7 separate regions of the Mus musculus genome follow, and regions 2, 3, 4, 5, 6 and 7 are each linked to region 1. The links are chromatin contacts, called in public ChIA-PET, HiCAR-type, HiChIP or PLAC-seq and promoter capture Hi-C maps. All regions are on one chromosome and are shown on one strand. Each heading gives the region's core, a stretch centred on a gene start, on an enhancer-like site or on the middle of the called end of the contact. The rest is flanking DNA. Distances are from core to core; before and after follow the strand shown.

Evidence for each region. Promoter capture Hi-C pulls out the DNA fragments that hold promoters and counts their contacts. ChIA-PET counts read pairs in DNA pulled down with a chosen protein or histone mark. HiCAR-type assays count read pairs that join an accessible place to other places. HiChIP or PLAC-seq counts read pairs in DNA pulled down with a chosen protein or histone mark.
Region 2: a promoter capture Hi-C map of stem cell-derived epiblast-like cells shows a contact between it and region 1, with 5 times the contacts expected there. The contact joins the promoter of Arfgef3 here to the promoter of Ifngr1 in region 1. A contact is called at or near these places in 2 of 39 promoter capture datasets (hippocampal neurons and stem cell-derived epiblast-like cells) and 1 of 115 datasets of contacts at active chromatin or transcription factors (astrocytes).
Region 3: a contact with region 1 is called in a HiCAR-type map of embryonic stem cells, with 4 times the contacts expected there. The contact joins the enhancer-like site here to the promoter of Ifngr1 in region 1. A contact is called at or near these places in 5 of 39 promoter capture datasets (the 3T3-L1 cell line, embryonic stem cells, hippocampal neurons and 2 more), 3 of 484 Hi-C or Micro-C datasets (embryonic stem cells, myocytes and peritoneal macrophages), 7 of 115 datasets of contacts at active chromatin or transcription factors (astrocytes, double positive thymocytes, embryonic forebrain and 3 more) and 2 of 9 other capture datasets (adipose tissue and embryonic stem cells).
Region 4: a contact with region 1 is called in a promoter capture Hi-C map of 3T3-L1-derived adipocytes, with 5 times the contacts expected there. The contact joins the enhancer-like site here to the promoter of Ifngr1 in region 1. A contact is called at or near these places in 8 of 39 promoter capture datasets (the 3T3-L1 cell line, 3T3-L1-derived adipocytes, the C10 cell line and 3 more), 8 of 484 Hi-C or Micro-C datasets (CD4 T cells, CD8 T cells, the G1E-ER4 cell line and 5 more), 6 of 115 datasets of contacts at active chromatin or transcription factors (bone marrow-derived macrophages, double positive thymocytes, embryonic forebrain and 3 more) and 3 of 9 other capture datasets (embryonic stem cells, liver and macrophages).
Region 5: a contact with region 1 is called in an RNA polymerase II ChIA-PET map of memory CD8 T cells, with 173 read pairs. The contact joins the enhancer-like site here to the promoter of Ifngr1 in region 1. A contact is called at or near these places in 8 of 39 promoter capture datasets (the C10 cell line, HPC-7-derived erythroid cells, embryonic stem cells and 4 more), 7 of 484 Hi-C or Micro-C datasets (B cells, CD4 T cells, the P5424 cell line and 4 more), 12 of 115 datasets of contacts at active chromatin or transcription factors (the 230-238 cell line, acute myeloid leukemia, bone marrow-derived macrophages and 7 more) and 3 of 9 other capture datasets (adipose tissue, embryonic stem cells and macrophages).
Region 6: a contact with region 1 is called in a promoter capture Hi-C map of hippocampal neurons, with 4 times the contacts expected there. The contact joins the promoter of Perp here to the promoter of Ifngr1 in region 1. A contact is called at or near these places in 5 of 39 promoter capture datasets (embryonic stem cells, hippocampal neurons, liver and 1 more), 1 of 484 Hi-C or Micro-C datasets (cardiomyocytes) and 3 of 115 datasets of contacts at active chromatin or transcription factors (bone marrow-derived macrophages, memory CD8 T cells and stem cell-derived neural progenitor cells).
Region 7: an H3K27ac HiChIP or PLAC-seq map of thymic regulatory T cells shows a contact between it and region 1, with 5 times the contacts expected there. The contact joins the enhancer-like site here to the promoter of Ifngr1 in region 1. A contact is called at or near these places in 4 of 39 promoter capture datasets (the 3T3-L1 cell line and the C10 cell line), 1 of 484 Hi-C or Micro-C datasets (CD4 T cells) and 2 of 115 datasets of contacts at active chromatin or transcription factors (the NIH/3T3 cell line and thymic regulatory T cells).

Annotation. Positions count from the first base shown.
Region 1 is chr10:19,590,616-19,593,431 of GRCm38.p6, reverse strand. Ifngr1 (interferon gamma receptor 1) reads right to left here and starts at 1,483. Exons shown (of 7, transcript NM_010511.3): 1 at 1,235-1,483. The coding sequence starts at 1,346.
Region 2 is chr10:18,742,332-18,745,132 of GRCm38.p6, reverse strand. Arfgef3 (ARFGEF family member 3) reads left to right here and starts at 1,375. Exons shown (of 34, transcript NM_001033258.4): 1 at 1,375-1,592. The coding sequence starts at 1,508. Gm32926 (predicted gene, 32926) reads right to left here and starts at 1,662. Exons shown (of 5, transcript NR_152783.1): 1 at 1,249-1,662.
Region 3 is chr10:20,124,138-20,126,837 of GRCm38.p6, reverse strand. It overlaps Map3k5 (mitogen-activated protein kinase kinase kinase 5), which reads right to left. Exons shown (of 30, transcript NM_008580.4): 24 at 1,701-1,886. Among named protein-coding and RNA genes, the nearest start is that of Map7, 46 kb to the left of the region's middle. Within about 2 kb of position 1,392, at least 27 of the 459 cell types and tissues checked have an H3K27ac peak or open chromatin away from gene starts, as enhancers often do. A contact at or near this core is called in embryonic stem cells and hippocampal neurons, where this site is marked.
Region 4 is chr10:18,989,771-18,992,470 of GRCm38.p6, reverse strand. No RefSeq gene overlaps it. Among named protein-coding and RNA genes, the nearest start is that of Tnfaip3, 24 kb to the left of the region's middle. Within about 2 kb of position 1,265, at least 10 of the 459 cell types and tissues checked have an H3K27ac peak or open chromatin away from gene starts, as enhancers often do. A contact at or near this core is called in double positive thymocytes, where this site is marked.
Region 5 is chr10:18,915,771-18,918,470 of GRCm38.p6, reverse strand. No RefSeq gene overlaps it. Among named protein-coding and RNA genes, the nearest start is that of Perp, 72 kb to the right of the region's middle. Within about 2 kb of position 1,255, at least 53 of the 459 cell types and tissues checked have an H3K27ac peak or open chromatin away from gene starts, as enhancers often do. A contact at or near this core is called in the P5424 cell line, bone marrow-derived macrophages, double positive thymocytes and 5 more, where this site is marked.
Region 6 is chr10:18,843,661-18,846,360 of GRCm38.p6, reverse strand. Perp (PERP, TP53 apoptosis effector) reads right to left here and starts at 1,290. Exons shown (of 3, transcript NM_022032.4): 1 at 955-1,290. The coding sequence starts at 1,168.
Region 7 is chr10:19,042,813-19,045,512 of GRCm38.p6, reverse strand. No RefSeq gene overlaps it. Among named protein-coding and RNA genes, the nearest start is that of Gm51814, 19 kb to the left of the region's middle. Within about 2 kb of position 1,437, at least 133 of the 459 cell types and tissues checked have an H3K27ac peak or open chromatin away from gene starts, as enhancers often do. A contact at or near this core is called in the NIH/3T3 cell line and thymic regulatory T cells, where this site is marked.

The sequences.
Region 1 (2,816 bases), core at 234-2,733:
GTTATGTGAAAATAGACAGTGCCCAGCATTCAGTAAGTCATAACTATAATTCATCTACCTAGCCCTTGGTACCATGTCTATCCTAAGGGATGTCTAAGGATTTGTTTGCTTAATTTTTTTCCATACATGCATCCTATATTTAATTTAAAATTTTAAATTATGAAAGCACAAGATTTTAATAAGACATTTTCATACATATTGCATACATACCATTATTGCTTCTGATTCATTCCTTAGTTGCTCCTGGCTCTCTGTTTCTGGTCACCTGCCTCCCCCAAGAGTCCTCTCTTCTACATTAATGTCCCATGAGTTTTATTACCCTGCTTTTGCTTGTTTTAAACTCTTCTTCCTCAAGATCTCTTCCTCCCCTCTCATGATTTCCTACACACACTTCTCTGGGGTTGATTTATCATAAGAAAACATGGTAATTGTCTTTTTTAATCTGGCTGTGTAACACAACTAACACTTTTTCTGATTCCACTGTTCTGCAATTATGATTTCATTTTTCTCTATAGCTCAGTGGAACTTCAGTTTGAACATGCACCTCATTTCCTTCATCTGACATCTAGGTGGTTACATCCTAGCTACTGTGAAAATCAGGTCAAGGCAGGATTGGAATCTGCACGCCTAACTGAAGCTCCTGGAAACCATAGGAGGGGTTCAGAGCTGGAACTCGCCTGAGAGTTAAAGAGGTCTCCCCATGCCTTCCAGCAGCTGGAGATTGGGAACTTCTCAGATACTTACGATTAGGGACTGGAAGGGCATGAAAAGTTTTATTGCTGTCTCTAGAGCTCTAATCATAAAGAGGAACTATTCCCAGCATATATGTCCTGGGAATATATAATCATTTGAAATCAAAGGCTCTGAGGATTTAAGCTACGAGAAGAACCCTTGCATCTCAACACTTAAACGCCAGACTAACAAACAAATCAGAATCTCTTAGTATCCGTTGGCACCCCTTTTCCTTCAGAGGATTCCGACTACAGATTGAAAATAAAGTCTGTAAGTCATACACACAATGCCAAACGCTGCCGTGGAAACTAACTGTAAAACAGACCACAGATTTGTGTTGTGTCGGCAAAGAAGAGGCGAAAGCGGCGTGTAAACCGCGGAGCCCCCGGGGCCCCTTGGGGCTGCCTTGCCCAGGGCGGCGCAGCAGGAACGCAGGGACTTCCCAGCCCGGCGCCTCCGGCCTGGCCTCCCGCCCCAGCCCGCAGCGGCTCGGAGAGATTACCCGAGGGAGGCTCAGGATCCTCAGTGCTCGTCAAAGCTCCACTCCCGACCTTCGCAGACAGCATCAGGACCACCAGCAGAATCATCCTGCCAGCTGCCGCCTGCGGGCCCATTCCTGCGCGAGGGACACCTCTGACAGGGGACCCGCGCTGCCCGTGGCCTGGCCTTGGCGTCACGTCCGCCGCAGACTAGTCGCCAAGTCCGCAAGCGGCCTGCCGGGGAGCTGGGTGGGGCCAAAACCAAAGCTTGAGAGACCAGCCTGGGACTGAGGGGCGTGGCTTAAGTGGGAGGCGGAGCCTCACGGGGCAAAGGGTTAAAAGGCAGCTCTTCAGGGGCGGACTCAGGGCGGGGGTCTAGCCAGAGAGGCGGGACCAATACGCAATCTCTTAGAGTTGATTGGAGGTTGGGAGTAGAGGTGGGATGTGAGGCGGGGTCTATACAAGGAGGCGTGTCTTGGCGGGTCTAAAGTGGACTAGGACATGGTTATAGGCGAGGTCTGGACTGGGGAGCCAGGCAGTGCGCTGCGTGGGCGGAGAAGTTTCACTAAGTTGGAGAAGGGGTGGACTAGCCTGAGGTTTGAAACTGTGGGCTCTTCTCTGTATTCAGGACCTGGACTGTGGATACGTTTGAAACTCTGACCGGAACCTTACCTTCTTCAGCCTGACACTACCTTCCTCAGTTCCTCATTCTGGTTATGTAGTAACCTGGGGTTGGAGATTTTTGCCTCAGTCCACAACCAGACACCATGCTTATCTCATCCCTCAGCATGAGGCGTGTTGGAGCCTGAGGTGTTAGAGAAGTTACAAAAATCCTTCTCCAGTTCCCACCAGTTTTGTCCGCGGAACTTAAACTTCTGGTTTTCAAGACAGTTTGTTCAGACTCCCACAACGCAAATCCAATGTGCTTGGCTAGCACTTTATTCTTAGCAAAAACAAACTACCACCACAAAAAGCACATGCCCATTTTAATGATGAAATGTCAAAGGGCGGATCACTAAGTAGTCTTTCATCAAGAGATCGTCCCTCTTGCCTCTCTGACCGCACCGGTTAGTTTAAATCTCTCTCATTCCCCTAAATTCACTTTAGTGACCTTGCACTTACTATAGACAACACTCTTGTGCTGCCTCACTCGCCTCAGCTCTCTTTTATCACCATGTCTGCAAGGAATTTGAATGCAACCCACTCTCCCCTTCTCTTTACTCCACTTTATTTTTAATAACACATTTGCACCCCCTCCTACAATATGCATATTGATTTGATTTTCTCTGCTTCCTAGAATGCAAGCTCTATACCGTAGAGAGAGATACTGGCATGACATTCTCTGAGTCTTCCAAGCAAAATGTTATGAAGACATTCTGCAGACTTGGAGTTACCAGCTAAGGCTTGTTATTTGTCTTGATTAATTAACGAATTAATTATGCTAATAGCCCAGCATTTCTCAGACTTTGACGTCAGGATAAATCTTGGTGACCTTGTGCAGGTTCAGATTCAGTACATATGATTCAGGTTAGACTTCAGTTTTCTGCATTTCTGAAAAAGGTACACAGCAAATGTCTCACCCTTGGTGCTACAGATGTGAGTACT
Region 2 (2,801 bases), core at 126-2,625, 850 kb after region 1:
AACTCCCCCAAGACATCACTCTCTCTGCAGACAGCATCCCTATCAGTAGAAATATATTTCTAATAAAAACTGAATTTGTGCTGGGTGTGGTGGCACACGTCTTGAAACCCTGCACTCAGGAAGCAGAGCAGAGGTCTCTGTAAATCCAGTCAGCCTGGTCTACAGAGCAAGTTCCAAGACAGCCAGAGCTACTAAATGAGATGCTGGTTTTGGGGGGAAAAATTAAAATACAAAGAACAAAAATTCGCTTCTAAGTCCACCCTCACTACCTGTCACAGCTCTCAGAACAAGGTCATTGCTTTCCAGTCAGGACTCTTGCCTGTAACAGCTGGCAAAGGAAGCACCAGAAGTCACTCAAATAGCAGAGGCTTACTCACTCCCCCCTCCTAGTTTAGTCCCCCTGGCTTCCCTGCCTATCAAAAGCTAACATCAACTGTCTGTGCCAGTGTGTCTCTTCAGAGGGAAACAACCAGTACACGAGGTAAAGGAAGGAAGGGAAGAGATTCTTTTATTATTATTATTATTATTACTATTATTACTTTGACAGTCTCGTGTCCCTCAAGCCCATCTCACACTGACTGTATAGGCAAGGATGACCTTGAACTTCTAACTTTCCTATCTTCACCTGCTGGTACTGAAGGTTTTAAAAAACATCTTTGGATTTGGGCTGTGTGGAATACATTCTTGTTGGCTGGGAAGTAGCTGAGGTCTAATTTCCTTGTGTATATACTGGGCCATTAATTTCTAACATACAGGGCAGTCCCACAGGTTGACTACTGGTCTATTTATAGATTTTAAGTTGTCAGTTAAATCTATTGATTTTTTTTTCTTTTTTCAATTTCTGCCTTAGCTGGTTTGGTAGAAATCTCAATGTACTAAGGGAAGCGTATTCATTTTAATCTTCTAAATCTTTTCTGGTTTAATTTTCACATCGAATTCTCTAATTATTAGAGAGAACTGTATTAGAGTCTAATGTATGCGTGTAATACATTGTAAGCTCCCAGCAGGCAGGCATATGACGTAGTTCTCGCTGGATGGCTCCAACCTTACACAGGGAGGGGACCAGCTGTTTACTATTTACTATTTATTACTATCTACCCCCTAGTGTAGCAGGTCTCAGAGATGCCTGATGCGCCGGCCCAGCAGGTGATTGGCACAAGCGACCAGGCCCCTCCCTGCCTTCCGCCCGTGGATCTCGGTGATTTCCCTAGGGCAGAGACTGGCCGGCAGCCAGCCACAGATCCCCACCTTTGGATGAAGCTTGGTACCCCAGGTCCTCTTGGACGTTAGGTAGACGGCCGGGGCCTCCCGGGTTCCCCTGCTGGTGAGCGCACCTGACCCGGCGGGCGTGGCAACAGGCGTGGCGGCGGGGCTGACGTGGCCTGTGGCGCGGAGCGGGTGTGATTCATCAGCGGCCGCCGAGAGCCATGGGGACGAGTGCCGAGGCCTCCTAGGCGCGTCCCCTGCGCGATCTCGGGGTCGGTGGCCTGGCTCTAGGAAGGCCAAGATGGAAGAGATCCTGAGGAAGCTGCAGAGAGATGCGTCCGGGAGCAAATACAAAGCCATCAAAGAGAGCTGCACCTGGGCCCTGGGTAAGTGAGGGCGATGCGCGGGAGCCGAGGGGCTGCGCAGGGACACCTGCTCCCGGATCACAGGCTCCTCGGGCCCCTGGGCAGGAGGGACTGCCACCGACTATGGGTTATGAATGTTGCCTCGGATACTTAATGCGGGGTATGAAAATCTTGGCTCAGCGTGGGCATCCAGCTGTCTCCATCTGGTTCCCTTACCGCTTCCCAAACCTCTATGGGAACCGTTGCCTTTGCTGTGAGGTAACCTCATTCCTGGTCCCTAGAGCCCATAGACAAGGGTTCCTCTCCCCCCCCCCCCCCCAATAGCCAAGTTAGGACCTCCAGCTTGTATGAAATCAGGGCCCTGGTTTCCAGGGGTATGGAAGAAAAAAGGAAGTTAATTAAAGCAACAGCCCTCTTCTCAAACACTGGTGAGTGGAACCAGGAAGGAAGGCTTGTTTAATTTGATTTTGCTGATAGAAGCCACCTTGCTAAATATTCGCTTTTATGGCTATTGTGCATGGAACATAACAGACTGAAGGAATTGTGTTTCTCTTGCAGTTCGGTTATTGACTTGCCCTCAGACAGGTGGGCTTTTAGTTGTGTGAGCTGTGCTAAAATTGAGATAAGTTCCTGGTAGCAAATGAGCATTTCCCATCCTGTAGGCTGCAGTTCTCAAAATCGGAAAACAAACGGAATGACATGTCAATTAGGCAAGACCAAGGCGCTGAGAATGGGGGGTGGGGGGGGTGGGGGGGGTGGAGTGAACTGTACTATATAGACAGCCCACTAAGCCCCTTGCTTTACCAGAGCCTGCGTGATATGCCTCTGTAACCAGCTAATTAAAAACAACAACAACAACAAAAACCCAGGAACCCCTTCCCTTGAAATAAAAACCAATCGGTGATTGTCATGATTCTGTGCTGTGTGCAACCTGGAAAATAAGGCACAGAAATGCCGTTAGCCGTAGGTCCAACTAAAGACAGAATTCTCATAGTGTTTTAGGTCATGCTGTTCTGACAGAAGGTCCTAATTCACATGTTTGTGCACACATGTGTGTCTGTGTCTCTGTGTGTAGACAATTGTAGCAGCACCATCCTTTGTTTAATCTCTGCATAGCCCTAAATTGTCTCAATTATTGCCCAGGGAGTTTATCTTGTAGGTAGAACTAGTGTTTGGCCATTTTAGTGTAATGTTAAATGCAAATGGACTAGCTGTCTGAGAAGCAGCAAG
Region 3 (2,700 bases), core at 143-2,642, 530 kb before region 1:
GTTTTTAAAGACCATCCCGTTTGACTTAGCATGACATTCCTAGGACTCATCTACATTTATAACCTGTGCCAGAATTTCCTTTTTAAAGGTTGGACAGAATTCCCTTAACATCTGGATTGGGTCACTCTTCCCGGTTCACAATGTCACCTATGTAAGCAGGGCTGCGGTTAGAGAACCAGGTGGAAGCTGGAAAATGGTGGCTGAGCTCCAAACTCGTGCCAAGAGTCAGAATGACAGCAGCTCAGTCTTTCCATTGGTCCAGCCTCATCCAAACGACCCGGTTTAGGAGAGAGCCGGCCTGAGGCCTTTCGCATAGCAGTTGCTCCCAAGGAAATGAACTACTTCTTGGACCTCACTTGCTCCAGGGGATTCTTTCAGAGTGAGCTTGCAGTACCTCCATTTCTTAAATGGATCTGCCTGCTTATGTGTCTAACCAGGCTATCACTTAGAACATGGGAGTATTTCAAGTGTGAATCCTTCATAGCCATGGCCCCCCTGCACATCCCCTCATCACACAGCGTATTGCTCACTGCCGCATTACACAGCGTATTACCCAACAAGAGCACTTGACAGGCCAGGAGTGAAACTGGGTTGAGCGAGTTGCATGACTATGTCTGACCTGGGCCCAAGGCTCAGGATTACAGCTAACTAGCTCTCACTCTGAATTCTCCCCAACCTCCTGCCCAGAAGCCAATGTGTGGGCAGGCACAAATCAGCTACATCGTTGCACTGGATGGTAGATGGCTGGGTTGCCATAGTTGCAGTGTAAGCATGCCTTAGCATTTAATATTAGTGACAGGCCCTGCTTGGATTCTCTAGGACCTCGGTCCAGTCAGGAGAATCTTGTTCCTGTTCTTCACACAGCAGAAACACCAAGTCGTTTCCACTCAGAACACCAGTGACTGTGGAAGGATGAAGATTCAGTTTGGAATGGAGGATTGTTTCTTGTTTCAAATACAAATGTCAAGAAACTACCTAACACAGGAGTAATACATTACAAGTTAATATTAAACATTTAAATAAAACCACACAGTGCAATTTTATATTTGCATACAGGCACCACCAGATATTTTTTCCTGCCTCCCATACCTTGTGTGTCTGACAGTGGCTTACAAAGGTCTATTTTGAATCAGACTTGCAGAATAACTTCTGGTTTGTCTTGCATAAGACTGTCAGTGATCTCTCATTAGATCACGAGTAGTTTCCACTCACCAACTGCCTGTTTTCCAAACTATATTTATGGTGGGAAAATAGTGGATATTTACGAAATGAACTTGTTAAGAATGTCCTATATGGAAACCAGAGAAAAGCCTTGGGGGCTGAGGGGAGAGAGAGCATTTCAACACTGAGCATTCCCAGGTGTAACAGTGCATTTCTCTCAGTGGCCACTAGATGGCACTTCTTGTTCAGCATTACAAAACACGACTAATGTGCACTATGCTTTAGAGGCCCACACATGATCCTAAGGAGAAACCCAGTCTTGGGAATGAATGTCTGTAAGCCTTGCTGTTTCCCATGGTGGTTCAGCTGTGTGAGTCTCTTATCTTTGAGGGAACTCAATAAATACCTCACATCTGTCATCCGAAGAGAATGCAGTTTACCGAGTAAATGAGAGGGAACAGAATTTGAACTGTATCCCATTTCTATAACCAACCGACCCTGAGCAGAGTTTGTGGGGAAATGGCGGCCCGTGCACTTACCGCATCCTGGAAGCCAAAGAGGACCACCTGCACCTGGCTGATGCCGTGGCTGTCGAAGTCCAGCTCCAGCTTGAGCTTGGACAGTGTAGTGGCTATGATTTTTCGGTCAGTGGACCTCACAAACTCTCTGAGGCTCGAGATGAGGGTTGTGATGTGTTCCCACTTTAGTTTAGGCTCTTCAGCACCCTGAAAATAAAACCCGACAGGGCCTCAGTCACTCTGTACTCCACGCGAGCTCCCCCTTCTCAGTCTTTTCTCAGAAGACCTTTGCTCCGAGAGGCCTTCCCCAACATGCTTTGAACCCTGTGGCTCCCCTTAGTAGCCATCACTGCTGCCAGAAGTAACCAGTCTTTGGAGAAACAGCCGTACGCCCACGCTGGTCGGTAGCCAGGGCACATTTGGGCTGTGCCCAGATGGGGATAGGTTGAGGCGGTGAGAATCCTGCTGTTGGGAATTTTAATTGGACACTAAGGTGAGAGAGGGGCACGGAGCCATGGAATCTTAATCTCCGAGTCTGCCTGCAGAAAGGTCACAACCCAGGGTCGGGGTGCACCCAAGGACACGGGAGTAGATGCAGGGGAGTCGAGAATGACAATGGAAAGAGAAGAAGATAGAGCAGAGACGAGCAGCACAAGACGAACAGCAGCAGCCAAGCAAGAGCAAAGATGGAAGGAACCGTGGAGCTTTCTGTCTTCCGGACTCACACACCATGGTTCTCTAGGCCAGGCTCAGCTGGGTACCAGCCGGCTACCTCTCTCCTGGCTGTGTGTATCTATCAAAAGGTGTGCCTGGCCCTTCCATGGCCTTTAAAGTCAACTCCCTGTCGTAAAAGGGGCCAGGTTAGACACCACCATTGGAACCCCACCTTAACAACAACTGGGTAATCAGTTATAAAAAACAAACCAAGGAAACGTTCACATATTTAAATAGACCTCTCTTTCAAAGTGATTTTTATTTTATTTTATTTTATTTTATTTTATTTTATTTTAATGTGAGCAAG
Region 4 (2,700 bases), core at 16-2,515, 600 kb after region 1:
TTTGCTTGCTTTTGTTTCTTTGAGACAGGATTTTTCTATGTAGCCCTGGCTGGACTAGAACTTACTATGTAGAGACTGGCCTTGAATTCAGCATTCCTCTCTCCTCAGACTCTGACGTGATGGAATTATTTGCATTCACCATCATTAGAATTTTCTGCTTTTAAGAAAAAGACAATGTAAGGTCACATATTTGAATAAATATACTAGGTACATTAAAATAGTCTGTCAGAACATGTGCCAGTGGATATGAGAACAATACAATAAGCACACCATCTAGGCCTTCAGAGAAACAGAAAATGATGTGATAAAATGTTATTTAATAAAAATGAAATAGTCATAATAATATCTTAACTCCTGAAAAGGTCTGTTTAATGTGGAATGTCATCTCTTCTGGCATACCAAGTCCTTCAATCATGTGATTACTCATCTGAACCATCTTGAGGTCTCATGGCTACTCCTTTATATACAGCCCCAACTCTTTTAAATTAACCTCTCCAACATAGCCAGTGGGATCTTCTTAAAATATTCATTTAATCATATTTTTCCTCAGGACCATGGAATGCTCTCAACTTGGAGGTTTCTAGGGACAGGGACTCAAGTGAAGTTTATGTCCCTAAACTTGAAGTAGAATGTCACCACCCACAGGACTTGTTTTCAGTCAATCTCCAAGCAAGCCCAAACCTACAAGACCCTTGGTGGCATGAGTGCTGGGCTTTCCACTACTGAGGGCTCTCAATGTCCGTTCTGGCTTCTATGTCGTATGCAGGACTGCCGAGAGCACCCTGCCAGAGCCTGGCATGCCACTCCCACAGCCTGTGATAGCTAAGACCTAGGACTTGACCTAAAAGCTCTCAGTCTGGGAAACACACTATGGAGTTGGATTTAGCTGGTTTCTCCAGGTATGTTTATTCGATGGAGAACATAATTCTATCATTTTGATTTGAAGTGTTCATCACAAATACGAACTTTTTTTCAAGAAGGAATATTGCATTTTTGCTGCTAACTGAATGTCTGAGACCATTTGAAGATAAGTGCTGTCTGAGACCTAGTTCTGAGCTCCTATGGCAATTTCCAGTATCAATCCAGACAAGCAGCCCAATGCTCTCAGTGGAGGCTGGAAGAAAGAAAACACAGTTTGGTGAGCACAAGGACACTGGAGCCTTCTTCAGGCGCTATGTATGGCCTTGCATTCGATATCAGCTCACGAGAGAGTCTACCAGAGGTTTGGTATGACCCATATATTTCAATGTTTGGTCACAGCAGCTGTGTGGGGACTAACATGAAGGAACAACAGAGGTGACAGGTGTCTGAAACATAACAGGAAGTGAAAACATATTAATATTAACATGTCAAATTTTTAAACATTAACCTTATTCGCCAGAAATATTGTAAAAATTTTACCTAAAGGGATTTTTTAAAAAAATGTTTTGCATTTTAATTTAGTTTCATTTAGTTTAGTTTTCTATAAGACAAGGTTTCATTCCATAGCCCAAAGTGGCTTCAAGTTTGTGATCCTTCTGCTTCATTCTCCACAGTACTAGGATTATAGCCATCACTCTCGACTCCTAAACTGAATTTAATGTGGATTGATTTTTAACAAATCAGCTATACGAACTCCTGTTTTGAGGCAAGTTTGTTTTATAGAATACTAATGAAGCAGTGAAGGAGTGGTAAAGTGTTATACATGTGATCACACTTGTCTGCTCGCTCGTGCGGGAGATAAAGGGAAGCTACTTTGATAGGGCTGGCAATTCAGTCCAGCTAGTTCAAGTGATTTCTACCAAGCTTTATGACCTGAGTTCAGTCCCCAGGACCCACATGATGGGGCTGGGGGGACAGACGTCTTACAAGTTGTCTTCTGACCTCTACATGTATTGCATGCGTTCTGTGGGACACATACACACACACACACACACACACACACACACAGAGAGAGAGAGAGAGAGAGAGAGAGAGAGAGAGAGAGAAAGAGAGAGAGAGACACACAGGTAATAAAATAAATAAATCAAAACATCTTTTAAAAAGTAGCTGGGACATGTCACAGAGATTGCCCAGAAATCCCAGAAGGAAGTATGCCAAAACATATATGGTAATATCTTCTCTTTGGTAATAATATAAATGTAATTTCTCCCCTTCCCCTTTATAATATGAGTATTTTTATTTGTTTTTGTTTTGTGGTCTTGTTGTTTATTTTTTTCTGTGTAACAAACACTGGCTGTCTTGACTACTGTGTAGACCAAAATGGCCTCAAACTCAAGAGATCTGCCTACCCCTGCCTCTCAAGTGCTGGGATTAAAGGTGTGTGTCATCACTCCAGGCCATAATATGGGTGTTTTAACAATGTTTATTATACTTTTATAATCACTAAAAAAGGGACTATAGGTCTATACTTAATTCTTAAGGTCTATCCATGACTTTAAGTATTTGTACTTCCCATATAGAAAGAAGCAACCCCACTGTTCATTCTATGAATTCAGTGTCCTTGCCTTTAAAGTCAACATCAGGCAAGGGGCCAGGAGAATACTCCAGAGATACAGCCCTTGGACAGCACCATGAACCTCTGCGTTTCACCAACAGAAGAAAATAAAGATTTGTTTTAGACTATTTAGTCAAACAAGTAAAGTTTTACAGTGTTTAAATTGGACAAGAACAGAATGAGTCAGGAAAAAAACATGGACCTAATTCCCCATTACATTGGTA
Region 5 (2,700 bases), core at 6-2,505, 670 kb after region 1:
CATCCAGCAAGTGGCAGCCAGAAGGCTACTAACTATGCTATAATGGAAAGAGTACACAAAGAATTATCCAATCCAAGATGTCGTTACTGTAGAGGTAGAAAGCCCTACTCAAAGAAGCCTCAATGCCCAAGCCTATCACCACTATGTGAGATCTGTCCCATCTTACACTCTCGAGACATACTAGTTAGTTAGGAAAGAGAGAGTAGTTGAAGAAGTTGAAGAATGGTCTTGGGTAGTGGTTGTGGTCCGTGGAGAGTCAGAGACAGATCCCGAGAATCCCTCTCAGGTCATGAGCTTCTTGGCTCAAAGCTCCTTCTCCTTTCCTCTTTATTACATGGATGCATCCCTGTTGGTGTGTGTCTTTCCTCTTTATTACATGGATGCATCCCTGTTGGTGTGTGTCTTTCCTCTTTATTACATGGATACATCACTGTTGGTATGTGTCTTTCCTCTTTATTACATGGATACATCCCTGTTGGTGTGTGTCTTTCCTCTTTATTACATGGATGCATCCCTGTTGGTGTGTGTCTTTCCTCTTTATTACATGGATGCATCCCTGTTGGTGTGTGTCTTTCCTCTTTATTACATGGATGCATCCCTGTTGGTGTGTGTCTTTCCTCTTTATTACATGGATGCATCCCTGTTGGTATGTGTCTGAATACTTTCTGCTGTCTTGAGTCACTTCCCTTACTTGCATGTCCAACCATGGAATCCAGTGTGCATGACCTCCTTGAAGAACACTGATTAAAATAAGTTTCAAATACAAATGGAGAATTCAGGTAACTCGAGCCTTAAAGAAAAGAAAACATGTTGAAAATGTAAACTCATTCTTGTAGTTTCCCAAGGAGACAGCTGCTTTTAGAAGAAGGTCAAGAGTCTATCTTGTACTCACTCACACATGTAGGCTGTGAATGCCTGTGGTTATAGCACCGTTTCCTCCCTCGGAACTTTCCTACATCAGCAGCCCGCCCGTTGTCGTTTGTGATGAACTGTCATCTAGTTGGATATGCTTCTTTTTTTTCTTTTTTCTTTTAGTTTCTTTTTAAATCTTCTCCCTCCCACGTTTCCTTCAGCTTACTTCTTTCCTTCTGTTTCTTACTTCTCTGTGTTATTCCTCATTTCATTCCAATTTTAGGAACAAGAAGAAAAATGTTCACTATGGGTGATGTCTACCTCTCTGTGTACACTTTGGAGGTGTGGGGGTGGTGTGCAGGGGCTGGAAGGTGGGGGGAGGGGAGTAGTGTTTCTTTTAAAAATCATATGCTGCCATCTGGTGGTCAATTTATATACTCAACCAAATAGCTGGGTTCAGACTGTTTCAAGTGTCTGACAGTGAACTGGGTCCTGCTTGACTATAGGCGAGCAATAATTGATATTGTCTCTCTTCATGGTTAAAGTCCCAGTGTTCAAAGCTACTCCTTCCCCTTAAGATTTTTATTTCTCTCAGGCAGATGGAATAGTTTGTTCCCAAATTGAATACAGAAAAATCTGAGCCTAAAACAAATCTTTGTTGTAAGTTCACAGCCTGTAAACTCTTCCATAGGATTTGTGGATTCCTGAATCTCCCTTTCAGCTCGCCCTGATTAATTTTAAATTTACTGGACTAGCAAAAGGGGGCATGGAACTGGCTGTTGGCAATGCTGGTGATTGGATGAACACTGTACCACTATACTATACCCCTAACCCTCAGAGAGAGATTTTAAAGGTAAAAGTAAAATATACTTGATATAATGGTACAGATACATATTTTTTCTATAGCAAGGAACTTTTCCCACAGAGAGAGAGAGAGAAAGACAGATAGAGACAGAGACAAAGAGGGGGAGAGAAAGACAGAGAGGGAGAAAGGAGGGAGAGGGAGGGAGGGAGGGAGGGAGGGAGGGAGGGAGGGAGGGAGGGAGGGAGAGAGGGAGGGAGAGAGACTATGAACAATGATACTACTCCCCAAAGCAACTCAGAGGACCTTGAAAACCATTTTTCATTCCACAACCCATCAGCAAATCCACTGTGTCTCTTAATCCTTTTTAAATCCTCCTCCATCCTGTCTTCCTTTTCCTCTTATTTGGTACAACCGTACACCAGGTTCTCCCTCTCCCTTTTTTTCATCCTCTCCCTCCAGAGACACTGTGTGTGTCTCTGCATTTTTATTTACCTGTCTGTCTGTCTCTGCCTCACCCCAGAAAGTAGATCCAGTTGTTCTAACAAGGGGCTAGAGACTGACTGGAGTGCGAGAAGTGGAGAGGAGATGCTGTCTCTGGAGATGGCATCAGATGGACAGGGCTTTCACTCAAGTGTAGCCTCTACTTCCTTTGCTTCGTTTTTAGTGTGAATTTACAGAATTGCTTTGATTGAAAACTGAATGGCAAATCCTCTAAGACGGTGGCTTTAGGTCATCCAAGAACAGGATGTTGTAGCCTAAAGGAGAATCTCAACAAAAAGCCCTGTGAAGAGTGAGCTATGGTGACCGAAATCCCTATGAACACTGAACTACAATGACTGAGGTCCCCACAGACAGTGAACTATAGTGACCAAGGCCCTTGTGAACAGTAAGCTATCGTGACTGAGGTCCCTATGAGCAGTGAACTATGGCAGCAGAGGGCCCTGTGAAGTGTGAGCTGTGATGACCGAGGTTCCTATGGTGACATAGTTCTCTGTGAATGTGAGCTATGAAGACCGAAGTCCTTATGGACAACAAGCTACAAT
Region 6 (2,700 bases), core at 41-2,540, 750 kb after region 1:
GCAAAGGCCTTTTAAAACAAGCAGGAATATCTGTAGTCTTCTCCTTTTATTGCCTGCCTCCCTGTCTGAGGAAGTTCTTCCAGGGAGAAAAAGCTGATAAGGGCCAGAACCCAAACCAAACAGCGTCTGGCAGAAGTCCTGGGTGCTTTAGGAAAAGAATCAAGTTATGGTTAATCTAGAAAATGAATGAAAACAAAAAAAGTAACTTGCTTCCTTTAAAGGGGGCAAACTGACCCGTAAAGCCTGCACACTGCTCCCTACACACTGCTGGTCACTACTGTCTCCATCCTAAACAGGAGGGACACTTGCTTGAGGGAGAAAAGGCTTTTCTTGGTTTTGTTTTTTCAAAGACTACTACTAACTTGTAAATCAAGTACTTGGGGCCTTTCCCTGGCAGAGGCAAACAGAGTTCCCCTGCGATGTGTACAGAGTTTCCCTGCGATGTGTTAAAAGTGGCAACTCAACTTCAGTGAAGTGTTTACTTCTCCGATTTTAAATCAGACTCAGATAAACTTCCTTAACATTCACTTTTCAACGAAGGCCACTCCCCAGAACAAGAATGAACATGAAACAGCTCCACAGCTAAGATACTGAAATATCTATCTAAATCATAACTGCTCCTACTTGGCCTGAAAGGACTTTCTCATAAGATTAAAAAAAAAAAGTTTAAGTTAGATGAAATGAAATGAATTCACCCTGGCATATTATTTATTTTTATACGTACTTTGCAATGACTGGCATCAGTTTGCACTGGTAACTGAGAAACTTTACTTTTAAATGAGTTGGAGTCTTTCAGGGTTGAGCCTGATTCGGGTCACCCAAAACTGCTGCTTCTGAAGTTTGAACTCTAAGCGGACTTTGAAACACCCACTACCCCTGACCTTTTAAAGATCAGCTCCAGCTGCTACCACAGCTCAGGCCCCCAAGGGCTTCCCGGAGGCGGCGGCCACTCACCGTACTCCATGAGGCTCTGGCAGCCATCGTCGTAGGAGCCGCTGCCGCCGCCCTCGTCGAAACACCTCCACCAAAGCGACGATGTCTGGATGTGGTTGCTAGACTGCAGCCAGCCGCGGCCGGCCAGCGCGATGATGTCGAAGGCGATGGCGCTGAGCAGCAGCAGGGGCAGGATCCACCTGCAGCGCTCGCAGGCCAGGCCGCAGCGCAGCATGTCGTCGGTGGCGGCGGGCGCGGAGCGGAGGAACGCCGGGCAGGAGCAGCGGCCAAGAGTGGTCCTGCGAGCGCTGACACCGCGACTAAAGGAAGAGGCGGCTCCCCCGAAGACGCGGCCCCCGGGCTGGCGGCGGGGGAGCGGCGCTCCAGCCACACCTTGATTCCGGTGACTCAGAGCGCACCGCCCCGACCTGCTGGGTCACCCGGGCGGCAGAGCTCAGGCTCGCCCCGGGCTCGTCGCCAGGGTGGGCGTGCCTGTGCCTCCAGCCGCCTGCAGTCCCACCAGATTGCCGCCAGCCCAGCGCACACACCTGTGGACACTCCAGCGCCAGCCTGTGCTCTGCCCTAAATTAACACAGTGTAAGGAGCATGGCTAAGGCTACACTTGAGCTCCAAGCACCGTGCCCAGGACATCCCAATAGCCTGTGAAATAAATGATGGGCCCTAAAATGTAAGGACTTGTGGGTTCAAACCTGGGAGCGTCTGTCCCTGGCTTCCACAGGCAGATCCTACACTTCCTGCCCGGATCTACCTTTGGACCTTGGCTCTTGCTGCCATAGACACGCAAATGTTCTGTGCTCTGGTGGTTCAGGCTGGGTGACCAGCAGGTCCCAGTGGCTCACTCTAGGTTGCGGAGGCTGTCTCTTAATCCGGGTAGCTTTGGTGTTGATAACTTCAGTTCCCTTTGCCCCAGTTAGTGTGTTCCCCACACATCTACCCTTTCTATCTACTTTACACAGTTTTTGTTTTTTCAAATATAAGCACGTGTCAGCATGCACAAGCAACTGAAATCCTCCCCAAATCCTGAGCTAGCTTCTGTCCCTAAGAATCTTCACTTGTAGCAGGGAGGGTGGGGCATCAGCCAGGAGTGGCGCTGAGAGAAACAAATTCCCAGTGCCAGGTCAATGGTGGCCAGGGAGAGATCAACCAGAGCATTCACTTTTTACCCCGTGCCCCGAAATCTTCTGACACCTCATGTCAGTTTAAAGATATGGAAAGCACTCAGTGGTATTTCCTTCTTACACAAGACGCTCGCAACAGAAGTAGTTACTAGGACGCATAGACTAAGAACACTGAGAAGATCTGTCTCAGAGTCCAAAGAATATCACTACCCAGCCTTCACTTAGCAGAAACCAGTAAGCATTTCAGTCCTGAAAACCGCAGAGGCACATACACGTTGAGCAAGGTTCATTGCCCACAGGACAAGTGCGGTGCGTATGCCCTAAACGTTAGGACCTAAAGGCTTTCAAACGTAATGAAAATATTTTAGCTAGCTATGTCCTGTGTGGAAAAGTCGTATTTTTACCAATCAAATGAGTTTCCACTGGTGTCTTAATGAATAATTTTGGAATACACACACACACACGCATATATATATATGTTTATATTATGTCCTCATTCTTGTGATACAATTTCCACAGTTTTGTGGAGAGGGACTCCTTAATATCAATCTGGTCAAAGGTAATTTTGACTGTTCAGAATCTCTGAAAGAGACTATAGTAATTAATTGGTTCTGTCGGCTCAAAGGGG
Region 7 (2,700 bases), core at 188-2,687, 550 kb after region 1:
TATGTGTGGTTGCATATTTATTTTTTAACAACCTATTTCAGGTAGAGGCACAAATCCATATGCTGATCATGCAACAAATAGAGTGCCTGGCACCTAGATAATACAATGTACTTACCTTCAACCCATATGTTTAAACCTTAAGAGGCAACAGAACGGTCAGGACCAGGAAGGAGTCTCTCTGAAAATGCCAAGAGTACTGCTCAGAGCAACAGAGGCCTAAGGTTAGAGTTGATACAAGCAACACTTCCCCAGGTGCTGCTTATCATGCTGAGTGCACAAAGTGAAAATAGTACCAGGCTTCACGCAAGTTGTATTTTTAGAAAGAAAATCACATAGAAAATGCTCGAACTTTTCAGATTCAAAATTCCCAAGTGGAAGGACTAGGGACTTTCTGAAGGGAATTGAACAGCTCGGCTTTATGATCCGACTTTATTTGATCAGCATGTAAAAAGCAAACAAACTCACCTGGTGATATAGTTAGGTAATATACCGAAATCACCTCTGTATGTTCGTAAATTCATGAGTGACATCAAGTAGTGACCTGCAGCACCTGTGGCTTCTGCTGCCTTTACCTCCACTTGCAGGGCAGGACTCCCCGGACTCCTCATAAAACACTGAACTGAGCGAATTCTGGACAAAGAGGGGGCAGGAATTTGAAAGGAGGAAAGAAAAGAGGGGGGGGGAGGGGAAGGAAGTAGAGGAAAAGAGGGATCCTGAGAGAGAAGGATTGGTGAAAAAAGAGAGAGTAAACTCTGTGGGCATCAGTATGGGGAAGCTGGGATTGTAAGTAGAGGGATTTGTGAAACTTTTAGGACTAAATTTGATATCAGGAGTTAAAATGAACCCATTTAGTATTTCCTAAACTTGCCTACTTATAAGAATAAAAATCTGCCTTGTCAGATGGTTTGCTCTGTTAAATGTTTGTTATACCAGCATGAGGACCTCAGTTGTAATCTGAAAACTGGTTGGTAGAGACAGGAGGTCTCTTGCTGCCTGACCTGTCTATCCAGTTGGTAAGCTCTGAGTTCAGTAAAAGACCTTATCGAGAGAGAGAGAGAGAGAGAGAGAGAGAGAGAGAGAGAGAGAGAGAGAGAGAGAGAGAGAGAGAGAGAGAGAGAGAGAGAGAGAGAGAGAGAGACAGAGCGAGAGAGACAGAGACAGAGACAGAGAGAGAGCGCATGCATTACAAGAGTTAGTTCAATTTTCTGATTTGAAAGAATTCTAACAATCTCTACTGTTCACAAACAGGCCTTGCTAATTTGTATCATCAAGGAGGCTGACCTAATTGATTCACTGTGTTCCAGTGTGTACTACTCAGCTTGTCTGATTGATGTCGTTCTCTCACAGTGATTTTCTCTTTAAGTCCTGTAGGGAGTGGCTCTTGGTGGTAAAATCCTGTTTCCCAATTGGTTCTTGATCTATCAATAAAGATGCCAGGGGCCAATTGCTGGGCAGAAGGAAAGAGGCGGGACTTCCATGTCCCCTGCAGTAGAAGCTAAAGATATGCAATGAGAGGAAGAGAGATTTTGCCATGCTTCAGAGGGAGAAAAGGCCATCAGCCATGTGAGATCTAGGGTGAAGTGGCCATTAGCTACTTCCCCAACTGGGCCTGGGGTAGGAACTAAAGCTGAGGGCAGATTTAGGGTGCTAAGAGTATTGGAAAAGGCAATCTAGCCATGGGAGATTAGAAGCACCCAGCAACTGAGCCAATAAGGCAGGTTGAAAAATAAGCGTGTGTGTGTGTGTGTGTGTGTTTCATCCGAGGATCCAAGAGAACCTGGGTGGGGCTGATAACACAGTCCACCCAGAGCTTAAAGCAGGGTAGCAAAAATTACATGCTACAAAGCCCTGTCCTGCACTTCTCTACATTTTCCCTCTTGGAGTCTCATTTACATAACATTATACATGTATGGTGGCAAAACCACTGAATTTTGTAGTCTGAATGCCTGCCAGAACACTAGTCCATGCCACCCTAGGTAGTCAAAATGCTTAAGCTTCTGTGAAAAGCTATGTCCATTGTCAGAACTGTTAGAACTTTGGAAAGAGAAAGTGATTTTATCAAGAAAACCTAAAAAGCAAAACCAAACAAAATCTTGAGTCACGGAATATGCCTGATGTCTGGAGTCAGAGAATATACCCAAGGAAATAAAAAATCTCACGTTCGCAGTCCTACAGACTCAGAAGATATATGCCTGCCTTGAAAGAGGTTGTTTTCCACGTGGAAGTTTTCATGTATTATGGGTGACATTCCTGTATGTTGGTGCCTGGCTGCATTAGTCAGATCTCACTCTAGTGACACCCCTGAGGCAATTAACTCACAAAGAGAAAAGTTGTCCTGGCTCACAGCTTTTGTGGCTTTGGCCACATTTAGTTCTCACTATTGCTTTGGGACTGTGGAAGTATCAAGTGGTGGCTGGAGTGTACAACCGAGCAAAACCACTCCCTTCACCATCCAGAAAGGAAAGGCAGAGAAAGGGGAGCACGGTCTATATCCTCAGTGATCTTATGGCTTCCTACTACGCGTCACATCACAGAGGCTCAGTGATCAATGGTGCTGCTCAGGGACTAAGCAGCTAACACTGGGTCTGTGGAAAAACACTGATGATCCTAACTAAAGCCCTGCGTGTGTAAATTCACTACTCCAGGTTACTACTTTCTTACTACGTGAAGAAATTTACACATTGTTTTATTTGTATGCTT